Linked DNA regions of Callithrix jacchus: region 2 is linked to region 1. Evidence: chromatin contacts called from public Hi-C data. All regions are on one chromosome and are shown on one strand. Each heading gives the region's core, a stretch centred on a gene start, on an enhancer-like site or on the middle of the called end of the contact. The rest is flanking DNA. Distances are from core to core; before and after follow the strand shown.

Region 1 (5,380 bases), core at 2,283-4,782:
ATACAGGTTACAGCGAAGAGGGAGATGTTGATGAGGTGATTTGAGAGAACATTTTGAAGGACATGGGCTAAAGGGGTGGTGGTGTGGAAGGAGAAGGCCTTTAATGGAAAGGTGAAAAGCAAGGATTTTGAAATGAGACAATCCAGATTCCAACCCCGGTCCAGCCATTCATAGGCATGTGACTCTTGCAAGCTACCTGACTCCTCTAAGCCTCGTGCTGCCTGAGTGAGAGTTCACGGGGTTTGTTGAGAGGAGCCAGTGGGGTTGTGTGTGTAGTTGCTGGCTCAGAATACGTGCCTACAGACCAGTTATTCCTGTAATAATCAGTTCTTCACCACGCTGGAGGAGTTGAGTTTGGAGACAGATTTCGTTGGTTTGCTTGCACTACACAATTTCTGGCTGGCAGTTTGCTGTGTCACTTCACCCAAGTCCTTTACCCTCTCCCAGTCTTGTTTCCTTGCCATCCCTGCATGATTACTGTAGCTCAGAGAGCATAATTCCTTGGGGCGTGGGAAGCAGCACTCACAGGCGGGAGCTCAGAGGCCTCAGCTTGCTCATTCGTTCCCTTCTTCCCCAGGATGCACTGCGCAACTCTGGTGGCGATGGGCTGGGGCAGATGTCCTTGGAGTTCTACCAGAAGAAGAAGTCTCGCTGGCCTTTCTCAGACGAGTGCATCCCATGGGAAGTGTGGACGGTCAAGGTGCATGTGGTAGCCCTGGCCACAGAGCAGGAGCGGCAGATCTGCAGGGAAAAGGTGGGCGAGAAACTCTGTGAGAAGATCATCAACATCGTGGAGGTGATGAATCGGCACGAGTACCTACCCAAGATGCCCACACAGTCGGAGGTGGATAATGTGTTTGACACAGGCTTGCGGGACGTGCAGCCCTACCTCTACAAGATCTCCTTCCAGATCACTGATGCCCTGGGCACCTCCGTCACCACCACCATGCGCAGGCTCATCAAAGACACCCTTGCCCTCTGAGCCCACCCGGTTTCTGGGAGCTCCTCGATGGCTCCCAGACCTCGGCTTTGGGGGGTTGTGCTGTTAGGCCTGTGGGCCTTGGAACCTGCCCTGGGTCATGCGTGAGACTTGGAAGGGGCGGTGCTGGTTTTGTTTTGTGGTTGCCAGCCTCTGGTCATCCTTTCACCTTTGCAGACGGTTCAGTCCTGCCTGTACTCTCTCCATACCCCTGGTGGGCCCCTTCCTTCTCTACTGTATAGAAGAGCCACCACTAGCATGGGGAATAAAGTTGAGAATGTGAGTTTGGGTGGAACCATCTCCCCTTGGCTTGTGTCTGCCCCGACGTGTTAACACTTTCTGGCATTCCTATGAGGACACAGGTTTGTATTGAGAGCATTATTCCAAGATGAAGTGGGCGGATGGGATTAAAGGCATATTAAAAACTCTGTCTGGATATTCACACAAAGCAGGTGTTACCCAGATGTGGCCGTAACCAATCCCATGAATGAAGGTACATTGGAGGGTGAGGGTCTCTTGCTTTTGGATGTGACTAAGCTGCTTCTCCTCCCTTTTTCTCCACCAATCTACTCCCTAGTTTAATACTTCCAAACTCTACTTTTTTTTCTAAACGTTCATTTTGCAGATTATTTCATCACCCAGGTATTGAGCCCAGGACCCATTAGTTATTTTTCTGATCCTCTCCCTCTTCCTACCCTCCAAAAGGCCCCAGTGTGCATTGTTCCCCTCTGTGTGTCCATGTGTTCTCATCATGTAGCTCCCACTTAGATGTGAGAACATGTGGTATTTGGTTTTCTGTTCCCTTGTTATCTCCTCCCTTTCTAGGGAAGCTGTGACATCCCTGGCCTTTATGTTACTGGTCTTGCTTCATCATGGACCCAGAGAGTAACTTCTCTGCCTTCACAGAGTGCACACAGATCCCCACGTGCACCAGAAGGGTCATCTGATGTGGGGAGGTGTCTGGAGACAGATGGGTCAGCTTGAGACTACCTGGCATCTGGTGACACTTCTAGCTTGGGCTGGGTCTTACCATTGCCTCAGGAACTCACATTCATTTCCACACCCACATACTCCAGCCCCCTTGTGTGCTGTGCGCTCATCGATACAGTCCATGTTTCACAATGCTTTGGGCTGCTTCTGAGCCAGTTCTAAACAGACTAAGTGAATTGTGTGTAGGGAGGGATGCTAATGGGAGAAATGGGGTGGGAGTAGGGGGGTCTTGTCTATGGTCCTGGAGCAGGGTAGGTAGCCAGGATGGCCAGGAAGTGTTTGCATTTGGAATGTGCTTTTCCCATTTCAAGTCACCCTTGGCCACGTGTTGTTTCCTGATAAGTTTTGTGATGTTCTACTCGATCTCTGGGGCATCAGAGTTGGAGCATTCAGGAGGGGTGTTTATAGTTGGAGAAGGCCTATTTGTAGCAAGTTCTCGATAGTATGTGATCCCCACTTGGCATGGTGCAGTTCGGGGACTCTTCCTGTTTTCCTCCCAGCAAGCCGTCAGCTAATCTAATCCCTTCTGAGGGGTTGACTGGTACAGGTATTGGCTGGTAGTGACTTTATTTTTTAAAAGAAGACTCAAGGCTTGCTATGGAATTTTTTGGTAGACCTGGCAGGAGGGTCTTCCTTCCCTATCTGCTTTTCCAGTCTGTGCTTTTCTGCAGCTGGACTCTGCTCCACAACTCCTCCACTGGCTTGGCCACGAGACGCCTAGTTGGCAGTGGGCTGCCCGGTGCACAGCACAGCAACATTTCCATCCCTTCTGGCATTGTGATTTCCCTGAAGTGAGGGACTGATTTGTCCAGGGTCAGGACTGGAGTTCTGGTGGCTCAAATCTGTGCTCTCCTGTTGGTCTGTAAATGTGGCTCTCCTTGGCCTGTGGGGCCTGAGAAAATGTGTGGGGTGGACCTTGAAATCCCCATGCTCTGCTCTGCTCTGCCTGAATGTCTCCCTGCTGTGGAGTCTGCAGGAGGCACTGTCTTGCTTGTCCAGCCCCAGGAAGCTTCCAGAAGGGATGACAGACAAGGAAGGGTGGGAGTCACTTATCCTCAGGGCTGCCTGTGTGCCTCCTGGCTCAGCAGTCACCTGGGCCACCTGGCAGCATAGAACTTTGGTATAGGGACAAAAAGCCCAAGAAAGGGGACAGTCGCTTTTGTCTCCTTTGTCTTGTGTCCTGCTTAGAGGGGCAGCACCCCAGCCTGCACGTGGGAATGGGGTCTGAAGATCTGCTCAGGGCTCTGCCCAGGTGGACCTCTTGGCCCTCTTTGCGAAGGGGAGGGACTCTTGGGGACAGGGTTCCTGGTTTTGGCTGGCTAGACTCGCACGGGGGTGCCTATGGGCCAAGGGGATGAGAAGAAATAAGGCGGCCCCGCCCCAGAGTCCCGGCCTGTGGGCCAGTAGCCCACAGCGGCTGGAGCTCTGTCTAGGAAGGGCACAAGCACTCTGCGCAGCGGGTGGGGGCGTAGGGCGCCTGGGGTCCGCCCCTTAGTTCCCTCCCTGACGCAGCCGTTTGCCCGCCCGCCAGCCTGGCCTCCCGCACATCTGGCGATCCCACCACATCTGGGCAGCAGGCGCTGGAGCATGAACGGCTCTCAGGCGGGCCCTGCGGCTGGAGCCGCCTGGCTGAGCTCCTGCTGCAACCAGTCGGGGTCGCCGCCGGAGCCCCCCGAGGGGCCGCGCGCGGTGCAGGCGGTGGTGCTGGGCGTGCTGTCCCTGCTGGTGCTCTGTGGGGTCCTGTTCCTGGGCGGCGGCCTCCTCCTCCGCGCCCAGGGCCTGACAGCGCTGCTGGCCCGCGAGCAGCGTACGTCCCGCGAGCCCGAGCCCGGCAATGCCCGCGGAGAGAACAGCGATGACGACGACCACTCCTAGGCGCCCAGTTGCGCTCGGAGGTCTTCCGTCCCCGTGCCGCCCCGGACTCCGCGCGGACGGCTGCTGCGGTTCCTACCCCTTTTCCGAAGCGGCGTGCCCCACACAGGTGAGAGGGCAGGGATCGGGAGTACGGGCGTGGGGGCCTGGAAGGCTCCAGTAGCTTCCTTACTGAGGGGCTTATCCGGTTGCAGCAAGGCACCTGTTTGTCAGCGACTCCGGTTCCCAGCTCCGTAAGTCCACGGTGGGTGGGGCTGCAGCCACCCAGGTGTGCGGGATCACACACCCTGCCCCGGATGGTGTCTCCCGCAGCTCTGGCCCCCTCTTCCCGTCTTAAGTTTTCCCACCTTATGCCCTTTTTCTAGGAGCAGAAGCTGCTGTGCAACTGTAGGGTGGTTGTGGAGGCAGGAGGATGACAGAGGAGGGAGTCCAGAGGCCGCAGCGTGCTTTGGGGGCTTCTTCCCTGGACCCTGCCCTCACCTCCACGGTCTGCATCTGCTCCAGCCCCTATAGGTCCTAGGCCCAATTCTGCACTCCATGGGGCTGAGGAGACAGGCAGACAGCTTCAGCCTTTGGTCTCAGCTTCCTGAAGTCTTTTCCCTGGAAGGGGGCTTGAGGGAGATTCTTTGCCTGGACTTCCTTCCTCTTGAGACAGGGAGGAGAGTGTGGTTATGTTGAAGGCAGAGCCAGGGGCCTGGGTGGCCCTGGGCATGGGGAGGTGTGTGGAAGGCTCTTCCCTGGCCGCTGCTTATGTCGTGGAGCAGTGGGGTGGGGGAGCAGATGTAACCCAGAGCAAGGAGCTTTGTGTGGTGTGTGTTGTGGGGCGTGGATGGCAGGGTTCCCAGCAGCTGGGGGGCCTCAGAAGCACTGCTCCAGGAAGTGGGGCTGAGGACTCCCAGCTATGGGGGCTCTCTCTGGGTGTCTCGCTCTGTCTCTCCAAGGACAGGAGCCATCTGGAGGGAAGGGCCTGGATGACCCGAGGACAAGGTAACTACAGACCAAGGCCACCTGGGAAGAGCCACAGAGGCTGGAGAGGCCTTCACTGTTCCTTCCCTCTGTTCAGCTTTGCACCTAGGAGCCCCTGGAGGTTTCTGTGGGTGGAAATGTTTGTTTTTTGAGGGTGACTTTGGCCTCTCTTACCCCCTGATTCTGGAGCCCCCCCCCAACTTGTCTGGGGTAGGGCAGGGTCCCGGTTTCCCTCCAAGAAAGGAGTCAGGTTGGGTGCCTGTGAGGGGCAGGGGGAGGATGCGGGCAGGTGCAGCTAAGTAGCTGCGAAGCTGATGACGACGTGTGATCTCTGCCCAGCAGCCCAGGATTTGGCGTTAATCCCACACTGGGCTTGCTGAGCCAGGGACTTCTCACCTCAGGGCCGCTGCCCCTGCCCCCTAAGTAGGAGGGCTGTCCAGGGCCCTGAGGGGTGTGTGCCACGTGTGTGTTACTGTACCTGGCACAGGCAGGGGGCTGGGTCCAGGGGACATTCCTGCCTCCCTTTTCTGGAGGAGAGGATGGGAACTTCCTCTCTTGATTGTACCCAGTTTC
Region 2 (5,167 bases), core at 1,613-4,112, 54 kb before region 1:
CTCAGCACGGTGTCCAGCCCCTGCCGGCTGGTGGGGTGTCGCCAGTGTTCTGGGGCGAGGGGAGGAGAGAGGAGGCGGGGCTGGGGCGCACAGCCGGAGGCTGCTCTTCACTGGTTCCCGTCTAGACCAGAGTGGGAGCTCAGCTTGGGGAGACGGGACGGGTGGAGGTGTGGAAGCGGAGCCTCACTCGCTGCTCAAGACGCTGCAGGCTGCCCTTCCAGGCCTGGGCTAGACTGCAGTGGCTGGGGGCTGGCGGTGCCGCTCCGGTGGAGTCCGCCGGGCGCCGTCCTCCCTCTCCATCCTCGCCAGCCCCCCTCTCCATCCTCGCCAGCACCGGGACCGCGAGGCTGCAGGAGCGAGCCCCCCCCCCAGGCGTGCTGCCACCGCAAGTGGGGTGGGAGCGCAGAGGAGACCCCGGGGTTGTGCTTTGCTGGGATCTGGGAGGCGGCAGCGCCGGAGTGAGTAACCGCCTCCCCAGGCAGCTAGTCCCGCCGCCCCAGGAAGTCCCGGCGCCGTCGAGCACCACCTCCCGCCATGCCAGGACCTTCCCCTCATGCTCGCCCGCCCCCGCCCCACCTCCAGCCGCAGACGCGGGTGCCCCCGCACTCTCGATCCCTCACCGGCGCAGACCCCGGGCCGGTCTTCTCCTCCTGCCCCGGCCCAGCCCGTCCGCCGCCCTCCCATCCCCATGGCCTCGGACCCCAGCTTGCCGCGCCGCTCCCCACTAGGTGCTGTGGGTCCCGGCAGCAAAGGGGCGGGTCCCGGCAGGGGGCGTGCCCCGGCCTACTTGCGGGGACGTGGCGCCCACTGCTGGCAGACTCGGGAACGGCCACTCTCGTCACCCGCCCCCGGCCCTGCTCCCAGACCCTCCTGGACCTCTCTGCCAGCTCTCCCTTCTCGTGGACATGCGCCTGCAGGACTCGGAACAGGTAGAGGTCTGCCCCGGCCCTAGCCGTGTCACGGGCTATCTCAGGGGGAGTCGTGGCCTCCCTGAGGCTCGGCTTCCTTCCCTGTGAAATGACTGTGGTGAGGAGCAAAAGCTCAGCAGTGAAGGACAGTTTGTAACCGCAAAGGAGCCTGTGAGTGTGCGGCGTGGTTGTTATCAACGCTAAGGGTGGTCTCTCCTGCCTTCTGCGGGGTGTGGCCACCATCCTCCCTGCCCCAGCCCCACAATGGAAGAAGAGCACTAAGTCACACCCAGAGATTATCACATGCGGTGGAGTGCCTTCAGCGTTTTTACGGGATATAAATAGACATATATGTATTTTAATACAATTGTGGCCATTCTCTACCTGCTGTTTGTCTTGCCGTTTTTCTCTCTCCAAGTGCTTAACTTTTGGTTAAAGCCCGGATTCGGCCAGGAGGGGTGGCTCACCTGTAATCCCAGCACTTTGGGAAGCCAAGGCCGGAAGATCTATTGAGCAGAAGTTCAAGACCAACCAGAGCAACATAGCAAGACCTCGTCTCTATAAAAATATTTTAAGGCAGGGTGCGGTGGCTCAAGCCTGTAATCCCAGCACTTTGGAAGGCTGAGATGGGCAGATCACGAGGTCAAGAGTTCAAGACCAGCATGGCCAACATGGTAAAACCATGGCTCTACTAAAAATACAAAAATTAGCAGGGTGTGGTGGCTACTCGGGAGGCTGAGGCAGGAGAATTGCTTGATCCTGGGAGGCGAAGGTTGCAGTGAGTCAAGACCATGCCATTATGCTCCAGCCTTGGCAACAGAGTGAGACTCCCTCTCAAAAAAAAAAAAAAAAAATTAAATGATGTGAGTGTCGTGGCACATGTCTGTAGTCCCAGCTACTTGAGAGGCTGAGATGGGAGGCCCGCTCGAATTCTGGAGTTCGAGGCTGCATCGAGCCGTGATTGTGCCACTGGCCCCTGGCACTCCAGCCTGGATGACAGAGCGAGACCCTGTTGCAAGAAAAAAAGAAAGATAAAAGGAAGAAAGAAAACAAACTCGAGTCAGACAAACCTGGATTTAGGTTCTTGCTCTGTGACTTTATATTTCCACCCTGTAGCAAACCACACAACCTCTACCTTCCTCAGCCTCAGTTTCCTCCTCTGCAAAATGGTGGTAATGCCAGGAACACCCACTTCACAGGCAGTGGTGAGGCTCCACACACACCTCACTGCATGCTTATTAGAGCTCTGTTTTTGCTTCCTGAGCCTGCCAGAGCTCTGCCTTCTTCATGTACTATGTGGTAAGGCCCCGCCTCTTGGACTTTGCTCACTGCTCCCGCCCCCCCCAGAGACAGAGTCTCGCCCTGTCGCCCAGGCTGGAGTGCAATGGCGCCATCTCGGCTCAGTGCAACCTCCGCCTCCCAGGTTCAAGTAATTCTTGTGCCTCAGCCTCCAGAGTAGCTGAGATTACAGGTTCCCGCCACCATGCCTGGCTAATTTTTGTGTTTTTAGTAGAGACAGGGTTTCTCCATATTGGTCAGGCTGGTCTCGAACTCCTGACCTCAGTTGATTCGCCCACCTTGGCCTTCCAAAGCACTGGGATTGCAGGTGTGAGCCACCGCGCCCAGCCTCTTTCGGCACTGACCTTAACCACATGGGCCTCATTGTTTTTCCTCCATACCCAGACTGTCCCCATCTCAGCACCTTCTCATTCGTCTCCATAGTCTTTCCCCGGGGAAGGGCCTCTCTGCCTCGCTTCGCTCCTGTCCCTGGCTACATTGTCACCTCCTCTGAGAAGCCGTCTTTGGCCGATCCGTATCGCTAGCGCCCTCTATCGTTCGGTAGCTGCTCACCCGGCTCTGTTTTTCTTGCGCTTCTCTTTATGTGCCATTCTCTTAAACATGTTTTTATGTATCCCTCCCCTAGAAGGCACCTCCATGAAAGGTCGGGGCTTTCCGAGGTTCCTTTCCCCTCTCTATGGTTCCTAGAAGAGGGCCTGGCACATAGGCGGCCCTAGTTAGCTTTTTGCGTAAATGTGAAAGAATCCACCTCCTCCCTTATGAGAAGCAGCAGTACTGCCTGTTTCCAGCAAAGGGCACTACCGCACAGCACTTGGGGACCGCTGGGGCTCCTGCTGCGGTGGGAGGTATTTATAAAGCCTACAGGCCTCTCCTCCCATAATGTGGGCGCTCCCACAGCTGGGATCGGAAGCAGGAGGGCCCCCCCCCCGCGCTAATCTGCCCTGGCAGCACCGAGCTGGCATGCCCTGGGTGCATCATCCGGTGTGCTCTGGTGCCCAAGGTCGGGATACCCTCACTGGTGGCTTGGACACACCCCTGAGCAGCTGATGCTTTTGGACAGATCACACCCTGTTCCAGGCTCTCAAAATGAGGGCAATGACATGAGCCGCACTGCTCCCTCACGGGTTTGCTGTGAGGTCGGGACAAGAGTGCATGGGAAATGCTGTATGAATGTAAACATGGGACAAATATAATTTATGCACTCCTTATTGGTAGTTTAGCAGGTTGACAACAAAAGAGGAGAGAAGGTACTTAAAGGGAATTGCAAGGCTAAATGAAGATGGATTTATAAAGGGAATTAAGACAGTGAAGGAGAAGGAAGAAGTTAAAAATAACAAGTACCTTTCACCAAGAGCTTATTAGGAGCCAAGGCAGAGGAAAGTGATCTCCAAACATTGTCTAATTATAGCCAACACTTACATGGTGCTGACCTCATGCCAGGAACTCTTTAAGTGCTTTATGCATAAAAACTCACTGGATCCTCACAACAACTAAGAGGTAGGTCATATTGCTGTCCCGTTCTACACAGGGAAACTGAGGCCGGGAAGGCTTAAGTAACTGGCCCAAGGCCACACAGATAGACAGGGCTGGACACTCTGCCTCCTGGAATGTGCTCTTAAAGCCCCACACTCACAGCCACACCAAAAGGGAGATAGTATTGTTCCATTTCCCAAACAAGAAACTGAGTCTCAGCGATGTACAAAGACCACCTAAAGTCACACTGGGAATATACGTATTTGAGTCCCGCTTAACTGCCCACCAAACTAGGCCTGCAGGAGCTGGGAGGGGGCTTCCAGAATGTGCACAGGTTCTTCTCGGAGGGGCAGCAGCAGACACACCTGCTCTTCTGCGGGTGGAGGGAGGGTGAGAGTGCAGAGGCTGGGCAGGGCTGATACGGTTGAGGGAGAGGCTGCTTGGTGACCTCAACACCATGGAAGGAAGATGGCCAGGCATCGTCCAGGCCAGGAAGTGAGGGGTGTGTTGATAGGCACAGTGGCTGGCCACAGGGATTGCAGCCAGAGCTGTGGGCTCCCCACAAATCTCCACAGGGAGGCTAGGGGCTGAGGGGCAAGACCTACTGTGGAAAGTGGGCACAGCCCCATCCCTGCCACAAGTGCCCCTTAGCCCAGCCCCGACTTCCAGACTGTTATATAAGCTGCTGAAAACCCAGGCCTGGAAATAGCCATGGCTGTACCAGCTGGGCTGCGAGACGTGATGAATGGTCCCCAGGAGCATCAGCTGACCACCCTGTGCTCCTGAAGTGACCTGAGGGCCTGCCAGCAGCTCGGGTTACCCAGCTCTCCCTGGGAGGCAGCCCTGCCTGGTCTGCTGAGGATGGCTCCAATGTGATTCTGTGTCTGGACATTTATGGTTCGAGCGCCTGCAGGATGGTTCCTCTCCCAAGCCTGAGCAGCTAAGGCAGCTCCCAGACACACGGTGCCCACTGGCAGCCTCCAGATGCTGGGAGCCAGGGCCTTGCTCAGAGCAAGCACTTGGATCGCTGAAGACAGTCAGCACTGGGAAGGCTGGGAGCTCTGCTGCTCTGAGTCCTGTGCTAAGGGCCCCCAAGAAAAGAGGAAGAGGACGGCTGGGCTCGGTGGCTCACACCAATAATCCCAGCAGTTTGGGAGGCCGAGGCGGGTGGATCACCTGAGGTCGGGAGTTCGAGACCAGCATAACCAACATGGAAAAACCCTGTCTCTACTAAAAATACAAAATTCACCAGGCATGGTGGTGCATGCCTGTAATCCCAGCTACTTGGGAGGCTGAGGCGGGAGAATTGCTTGAACCCAGGAGATGGAGGTTGAGGTGAGCTGAGATGATACCATTGCACTCCAGCCTGGGCAACAAGGGTGAAAGTCTATCTCAAAAAAAAAAAAATGAAAGAAAGAAAAAAAAAGAAAGAATGAAATGAAAAGAGGAAGAGGAGCCTGAGAAATTGGGGGTGCAGGTGTCATTCC

The links. Hi-C and Micro-C count contacts between places; a contact is called where the count stands out from the background.
Region 2: a Hi-C map of skeletal muscle shows a contact between it and region 1, with 5 times the contacts expected there. The contact joins the enhancer-like site here to the promoter of SMIM41 in region 1. A contact is called at or near these places in 3 of 3 Hi-C or Micro-C datasets (induced pluripotent stem cells and skeletal muscle).

The regions. Positions count from the first base shown.
Region 1 is chr9:67,398,868-67,404,247 of calJac240_pri, reverse strand. SMIM41 (small integral membrane protein 41) reads left to right here and starts at 3,532. Exons shown (of 2, transcript XM_035256703.3): 1 at 3,532-3,950; 2 at 4,036-5,380. The coding sequence starts at 3,557. The coding sequence ends at 3,844. ATG101 (autophagy related 101) reads left to right here. Exons shown (of 4, transcript XM_078336595.1): 4 at 578-1,274. The coding sequence ends at 982.
Region 2 is chr9:67,452,711-67,457,877 of calJac240_pri, reverse strand. No RefSeq gene overlaps it. Among named protein-coding and RNA genes, the nearest start is that of NR4A1, 11 kb to the right of the region's middle. Within about 2 kb of position 2,862, at least 7 of the 16 cell types and tissues checked have an H3K27ac peak or open chromatin away from gene starts, as enhancers often do. A contact at or near this core is called in skeletal muscle, where this site is marked.